Linked DNA regions of Mus musculus: region 2 is linked to region 1. Evidence: chromatin contacts called from public HiChIP or PLAC-seq data. All regions are on one chromosome and are shown on one strand. The core of a region is the stretch at or near the end of the contact, and the rest is flanking DNA. Distances in the headings are between cores, read along the strand shown.

The links. HiChIP or PLAC-seq counts read pairs in DNA pulled down with a chosen protein or histone mark.
Region 2: a contact with region 1 is called in a FOXA1 HiChIP or PLAC-seq map of pancreatic cancer cells. The contact joins two enhancer-like sites. A contact is called at or near these places in 2 of 484 Hi-C or Micro-C datasets (the AML12 cell line and uterus) and 1 of 115 datasets of contacts at active chromatin or transcription factors (pancreatic cancer cells).

The regions. Positions count from the first base shown.
Region 1 is chr5:17,294,952-17,298,641 of GRCm38.p6, forward strand. No RefSeq gene overlaps it. Among named protein-coding and RNA genes, the nearest start is that of Speer4f2, 76 kb to the right of the region's middle. Within about 2 kb of position 1,945, at least 29 of the 459 cell types and tissues checked have an H3K27ac peak or open chromatin away from gene starts, as enhancers often do. A contact at or near this core is called in the AML12 cell line and pancreatic cancer cells, where this site is marked.
Region 2 is chr5:17,554,773-17,558,462 of GRCm38.p6, forward strand. No RefSeq gene overlaps it. Among named protein-coding and RNA genes, the nearest start is that of Gm31555, 15 kb to the right of the region's middle. Within about 2 kb of position 1,564, at least 94 of the 459 cell types and tissues checked have an H3K27ac peak or open chromatin away from gene starts, as enhancers often do. A contact at or near this core is called in the AML12 cell line and pancreatic cancer cells, where this site is marked.

The DNA.
Region 1 (3,690 bases), core at 695-3,194:
TCATGGCTCCAGCTGCATATGTAGCAGCCTTATCTCACATCAATGGGAGGAGAGGCCCTTGGTGCTATGAGGGCTCAAAGGCCCAGTGTAGGAGAATGCTAGGGTACCGAGACAGGAGTAGGTGCATGGTTTGGGGAGAACCCTTATAGAAGCTAGAAAGGTTGAAACGGATAGGAGGTTTGTGGAAAGGAAACTGAGAGGTGGGGGCGATAACATTTTAAATGTAAGTAAATAAAATAGCCAGTAAATAAAATTTAAAACTAATAAGAGTCAGTAGAGAAAGTGCTGGAGAAGTTTTGTAGAGGAACATTTAAGTCAAGAAAATCTAGGTTGTAGCCAATTTCAAAGTAATGTGCTGCTCTGAAACTGCTGTCAGGACAGGGCATTTGCAGTTCTCCAGTGCTTTCAAAGTTCAGGGGATTTTATGTTTTATTTTTTAATATTAAAATATGTCATTGAGACTAGATATATTATTCATGAAGTCTGAGTTAAAAGGTTTTATTTTCTCCAACAAATTCATTTCAATGTTGGAAATGTCAAATTTTGGGGGTTTTTAAAACTGAACCCTGTCTTCAATCTGACAGGTGAGACAATCAGACTTGGTTGACCTCAGTTTCTTGGGAGGTGATTTATCACAAATCTTTGATTATATGAAGCATCTGATATGTTTAATGGTTTAAATGTAAATATGTTAGTCAGATGCATTCAGTGAAACTGTGAAGTACAAGTTGTTTTGGAGGTTTTATTATATATATATAATATATATAGTGCAAAATTAGTAAATTAAAATATTCATTCAATGATGCCACTATAAAATAGATTATTTACCAAGCAAATTGATAGCTAAAATGAAATAATTTATAGTATACTGTGAGTTTTCCGAGGACTTTTGGAGCTGGGCAGTGGTGGTGGATGCCTTTAATCCCAGCACTCGGGAGGCAGAGACAGGCAGATTTCTGAGTTCAAGACCAACCTGGTCTACAGAGTGAGGTCCCGGACAGCCAGGGCTGTACAGAGAAACATTGTCTGGAAAAAAAAAATCAGGGGATTTTTGTAATAAAGGGCTTGAAAAAATTGTAAATAAATCTAGAGACTAGCTAAGGAATAAAACAGTAATGAAACCAGGAAAGGTGGGATCTGGCAGCACTGGAGAAATGGAAATAGGAAAATTGCAAGTTCAAAGGCAAACAAACAAACAAACAAAAAATACCAAAAAAACAAAACAACAACAACAACAACAAAACAAAAACAAAAACAAAAAAACCAAAACTAGCCACAAGAACAAATTCAAGGTCAGAGAAGATTTTTCACTGAATCTGTTTTCTGAATAAAAACTCCAGGCTAGAGTAGTGATTACAGTATTACATAATGAGAATCTCAGCTGTTTAACTTTCCTATCATATTGCCAATGTAGGCAAAGAATAATAATAACATTTATTGAAAGACTTATTTCTTTCTCTCTTTTTTTAGTAACCAAGATGTAAAACAAAAATAAATAGCTGTTGTCAGTTGGAGTTGTACTTTTAAGAATGTAATGCCCTGTTTTTCCACGAAAAGAAACACGCTAGACTTCGAGTTTCATTGTGGGGATTAGTGAAATGAACCGCACATTTCTCCACATCAAATCTGGGCACCCAGCACTTCCATTTCCCTCCTTTGCTTGGCCCTGGACTGTTTCATCTGCGGTTGACTTTACATTGATCCTGTTTCCACCCTTTCCTTTTCCTCTGACTTGGTTACCCAAGCATGCCTTTCTGCGTGCTTTGGGTTAATAGGAAAGATTTGGTCAATGTATAACCTTTGAATGAAAAATGTAACTAATAGTAGAATAGCCCTCTGTTTGCTTTCATGGCAGCTGTTCAATAGTGATTATTCATTAACAAGTCCTCCACCAGTGAAAAGGGCTTGGAAAGAACCGGTTGAGAAAGTAGCCTTTGTCTTTAAGTCTTCTTTTTATCCTGGCTCATTCCCTACATCCCCATGCCTGAAGCAGTCACTCTGCTCTTGTGTGTTACACTGCTTCAATTAACTTCACATTCTGCTGGAAAAACCATCTCGCTGTAACTCCTTCAGGGAATGCCAGGGCCAAGAAGTGGGAGTGGGTGGGTAGGGGAGTAGGGGGTTGGGAGGGTATGGGGGACTTTTGGGATAGCATTGGAAATGTAAATGAAGAAAATACCTAATAAAAAAAATTCTCACACGTCCCACTCAGTGTCTCTGTAGTATTTGAATGAAACAATGAATAGGATTTCTCACCAGTCCAGCACTGCAGTCAGAAATAAAATTAATGTCAAAAATAAAAATAAAATATAAAAAAAAACACCCAAACTTAAAAGATGCAAGCATAAAGGCTGGGTGCATGTGTGGCAAGATGAAACTGTGAGGATTTGAGTAAATGGGTACAATCACACATTCATCATAAACATAAAAGTTTAACAGCCTTCATGACAAATTTGGAAGTGATCCCCTACGGACATTGCCATACACACTTCTCCCAGAAGACTAACAAGTATGTACATAACATTTAACTAATTTGAAAACATACGGAGGATCCTGCATAACAAATAACAAGACACTCAGAAGTTTTCATTATAATTTACATGTTTTTAAAAAATGACCAAAGTAACCACCAAATAATATGTTACTTGAAAAGGGAACAGTAAAATAAACAAACAGAAAGCATTACCAAAAATATTTATGGCTTGTGTTGTACCCCTATAAATCTGTATGTTGGGATACTAACCTGTAGAGTGTTGGGAAACATTGTCATTATGGGTATGGATGTGTACAAGTTGCTAGTTAGGCAAGATGACTTCATCCTTGGGAGTTCCAGCCAAGACAATGTGTCTTTTTAAAGGAGGACTGTGGACACAGAAGCAAGCACTCAGAGAGAAAACATGAAGAGATAGAGGAAGAAGACATTCTCTACAAGGCAATAAAATAACTCTTGAAATGGGCCCTTCCTTTATGGCTTTGAAAACAGGACTGATCCTGCTGATGCCCTGATCTAGGACATTAAGCATCCAAAAGTGAGAAACAGTTCCTCTGGTTCAAGCCACCTAACTGCAGTTCTTTGCTGCAGTTCCCTGGGAAAATTAAGATACCTCAATTGCACAGAGCTGTAAATGTCCCTAAGAATTTCTTTCACTGGAGACCACCTTTTATTTGCTAATTAGGACATTTATTTGTATTTGTTCACATTCACATCACAGTAAGTTATGAACAATTAAATGGCTGAGAAATGAACTTGGAACCTCATTCTGATCTGATGTCCATCCCTCATACCCCTTAGAAACACTATCCTGCTCTTGTCTGAACTGGAATTGATGAAACATTTCCCAACGTGCCTGGGATGGCATAGGTGTGCTCATTTACCTAAAACAGAAGGAAGTTACCTGAAATGCTGTGCCACCATACTGTGAGATGGTGTCAAACCCCTGGGTTCTGCCAGCAAACACAACAGTTGCATGGAAGTTCACAGATGCATGTAATTCCTAGATCTGAGACAAGGGACTTTCATTTCATGAAAGTGAGTCAGAAAACGCAAGTTTTCTCACCTCACTCATCTGATCCCTTGTTCCCACAGGGCTGGGACAAAAAAATAGGCAATGTTTGAAGTTCCAGAACCTGAAGCTTGCATGCCACCTGCCAGTGAAGAAGACACCATCTCTACCTCCCAAGAGAGCTTAC
Region 2 (3,690 bases), core at 314-2,813, 260 kb after region 1:
CTTGTGGTATCCATGGTCGGTGCTACCGCTGGGGAATGTGCTGGTGTTCTAGTCCATATTGCCATTGCAGGCCGTGTTGATGCCTGGGGTCTATGTGGTGGTCCACGGTCTGTACTTCCGTTTGAATCAGTGTTGATGTCCATGATATCATCAGGGTCATGAGCCGTGCTGCTGCATGGATCATGTTATTCATGGGCTGTGCTTTCTCTGAGGGATATGGTGGTGTCTGTAGTACGTGTCTGTGGCACATGCTGTGGCCCAGGGCTTTGTTGATCTCTGTGCTCTGTTCTGCCACAGGAGACCATGCTGAGGTAGGTGGACCTTGCTGTTACCTGAGGCCGTGTGGAAGTCCATGGCTGGGCTGTCACTGACTGTAAGTGGACAAGTAAGCTTTTGTTGCAGAGCTATTGATGACTGCAGAGTCACATTTGGTAACTAGAGACTTAGAAGGCTTCTGTGACAACCTCTCCTCCCCACCCCCAACCCCCCAAAAAAGAAACAGTCTAGACAGGAAGCCGTTGAAGAGAACTCTTCAAAATTGTGATAGGGACACTGAAGTGGAGCTCTTCACGTTGATGGCGCCTGGCAGAGGTCGAGGGGGAGAAGGACTTGGTTTTCTTGAAGGGACTGGTCATAGGACTTTGAACATGTTCAAGTGATTTTATGTATGGGACTTGGTAATTTTTTTTCTTTTTCTTTTATTTTTTTATTTTATTTTATTTTATTTTATTTTATTTTATTTTATTTTGTGGGAGGTTATAGGGTTTTGGAGTGGACCTGAAAGAACTGAGAGCTGAATATGAGCAGGGTGTATTATGAGAAATTTCCAAATAATATATAAAATATTATGTTTGGAAAATCTAAATAAAAAGAATTGATTCTTCACTTTCCTCAAGTATCTCTAGCACCTTGCTACTATTTAATTAATGTTTCCAGAGACATTTCTTAATGTTTTAACTTGGCGGCAGCAATTTTCTCCTCAACCCTTTCCTTAGACAAAAGAGTAGAAAATTATTATTTTTAAATGAATATAGTATTTACCGACTTAGTGTGTTACTTGTAAATTATTATTTTAGTTATGGCGTCCAATTAATTCTATGTTCACCTACTAATTTCATGAACAATTTTGATTAAACATTAAACGTGGGCATATATTTAGTCACCAGATAAATCTGAAAAGATGAATAGAATCTCCAAGAAAGGGAAAAGTAGCAATTTCTTGTCTTGAAAACTCTACGTATAGCTCAAGTTTTCATCGTCGTATTAATTTCTTAAAACTATCCTTTGGCCATAGCCCCTGCAAGCCAACGTACTAACCACTCTTTGATTGCAGGAAGGAAGTGGTTCTAAGGCTATGAGCCAAGGATTTCTCATTCCATTCCACTCATTGCTTCTGTTACTGATTTATTGAGTAACATTGAGTAGCAGTTCTGTAGAATTTCCCTTTGTCCTACTGAACATGGCAACGCACGGGAAATTTCAGTAATGTGGCCACAGCCTGAGGCATGACTAAAAACTAGGTGGAGATCAAAAACACATCTCTGGCATGTCTTCACAACGTGCCTAGAGACGACTCATTACTGAGGAGCAGCAGAGTGACATGACTCAGCTGGTTTCGACAACAGACTGTCTGGGGCAGCTAAGAAAAGGCAGGCAGGCTGCGAGGAACAGTGTCTGTGTGTGTGTGTGTGTGTGTGTGTGTGTGTGTGTGTGTGTGTGCTGACCATGCTGACTGTGGACGAGAAAAATGAATCTGTTAATTAGAACTGGGGCTCTTAGGGAACAATGTGATTATAAATGCTTGGATTTTTGTCAGTGTAACAGCATTAAAATGAGTTCAAGTTTGCTCTCTGCTTACAGCTTTCCCCAATGCTGTCAATGGATTTAAAAAGCCTAGAGGCCAACTCTTAATTTCTAGGCATTGGCATTCCTCTTTGCATTAAATATTTAGTAAGATTATGGAATTTTTCCCATGAAAAGTGAAGAATATTCTGTTGACAGACCTGTTAACTTGTTTCTTTAGAAACAGATACTAGATATGATTCGGACAAATGAATAGGAGTGAGAAAACAGGCAAAGAGAGTCATCCAAGGCCACAGCCCAGACAGCATTGAACTGATAGTGTGAATCCTAGTAAGTGATGCTGGATACGCAGTTGATGGGAGACTTGAAAATTTGACATTTATTTGTGACTTGTGTGCCACAGTCTCTGTTGTACATAGATTTTAAATGTTGTTGATAATGAATGTCTGTGTTATTCATCATCTCTCTTTCACAATGGAAAACTGGTGACTGAGTGAAAGCACAGTCTCTGTATTTACTTTATTGAGCAACAGCTGTACAGTCCTCAGTTGTGGAAATACGTGAGTCAAGACTCCTAGGGCAATTTCAGTATGGTTCTGAAGCAGTGCTGCAATTGTGTTTTGTGAGTCTCTACTTCTGTTACTAGTTAGTCTTTTCAACAATGTTGTCATGTTTATGAAGCTGAAGATGGTCAGTGGCTAGCTGAAAACCTAAATTTCAACCTCCACAAAGGTGACAGCTGTTTCCAGCTGAGACAGGCCATTGACATTTTCATAAGGCTAAGCATTCCTATTCTAGTTAAGTCTACGTAAGTTTGGGCTTTCAAATTGATAGTGTTCTAGAAGTCACTTTGGGTGGAGAGATTTGTCATCCAAGTATAAGTTGGTGTTACCACACACATGAACTGGTTCTCATTCATTTTTCCATTTCTCAGGAGGCTGTACTGGCATTCTTGACCCACAGGGCTTGTATTAAGTGTTCCTTGTCTACTATCTAGTCGAGTGGTTATGACAATGAAAGGAAAACTCGTGGAAAATGGCATGTGTGTGAGAGTCCAGATTCAGTACATTACACAGTTGTAGTATACTCTATAGGAACTTCTTATAGATTCTTTTTAATGGATTATTTTTTTTTCCTTTGGGAACTGAGGAGAGAGTTTTTAGGGCTTGAAATAGAGTCTGTCTACGACCACTTAACAGTGTTGAAAGACCAAGAAGATCATAAACTTCCCTGTGATCTAAGTCTCTTCTCTCTGGTTGGGGAAGCTCTAGGGAGAAACATACACAAAAGAGCTCATGCAGTCACACTACAGATAACTTGTCTGTCTTATGCCTGAGGAAGCCCCTGTGCCATCATTTTACTTGCTTCCTACCTCCTTGTACTTCTTCCTACTGCTGGAGTAGTAGCCTCCAGAGGTTCCTCCTTAGTAAATCTGACACCATGAGCTTCTGCTTAACCTGACCACAGGGGAGAAGAGAATGAAAACTGGGGAATGGGGGAAGCACAACTAGTAGTTTGAGAAGGAAAAGTAGAGCATAGGGAGATAGGCTAGGAGACCACAAGGTGAACTGGGAAGAAAGGCCTACAGTATGTGGCAGCAGGATTCAAAAGGGGCAATAGTCAAAATAGTTCAAATCTGGGGCTACAGTCTGGGTATGGGGGGCCTGAAGCTGCTTAAGCACAAGCCTTGAATGTAAACTCATTGAACAACAAATTTCAACATTTGAATTTCATAAGCACACAGTCCTTATAGTCTAGATAAGTGTCTTACTCCATAAGCATCTCCATTCTATCTATAAAATGAGCTAGAATTGCTTATAGTTAGACATACTATCTTGTATGTGAATAACATATTTACTATGGAGCGACTTAGAGATATAGTTCCCC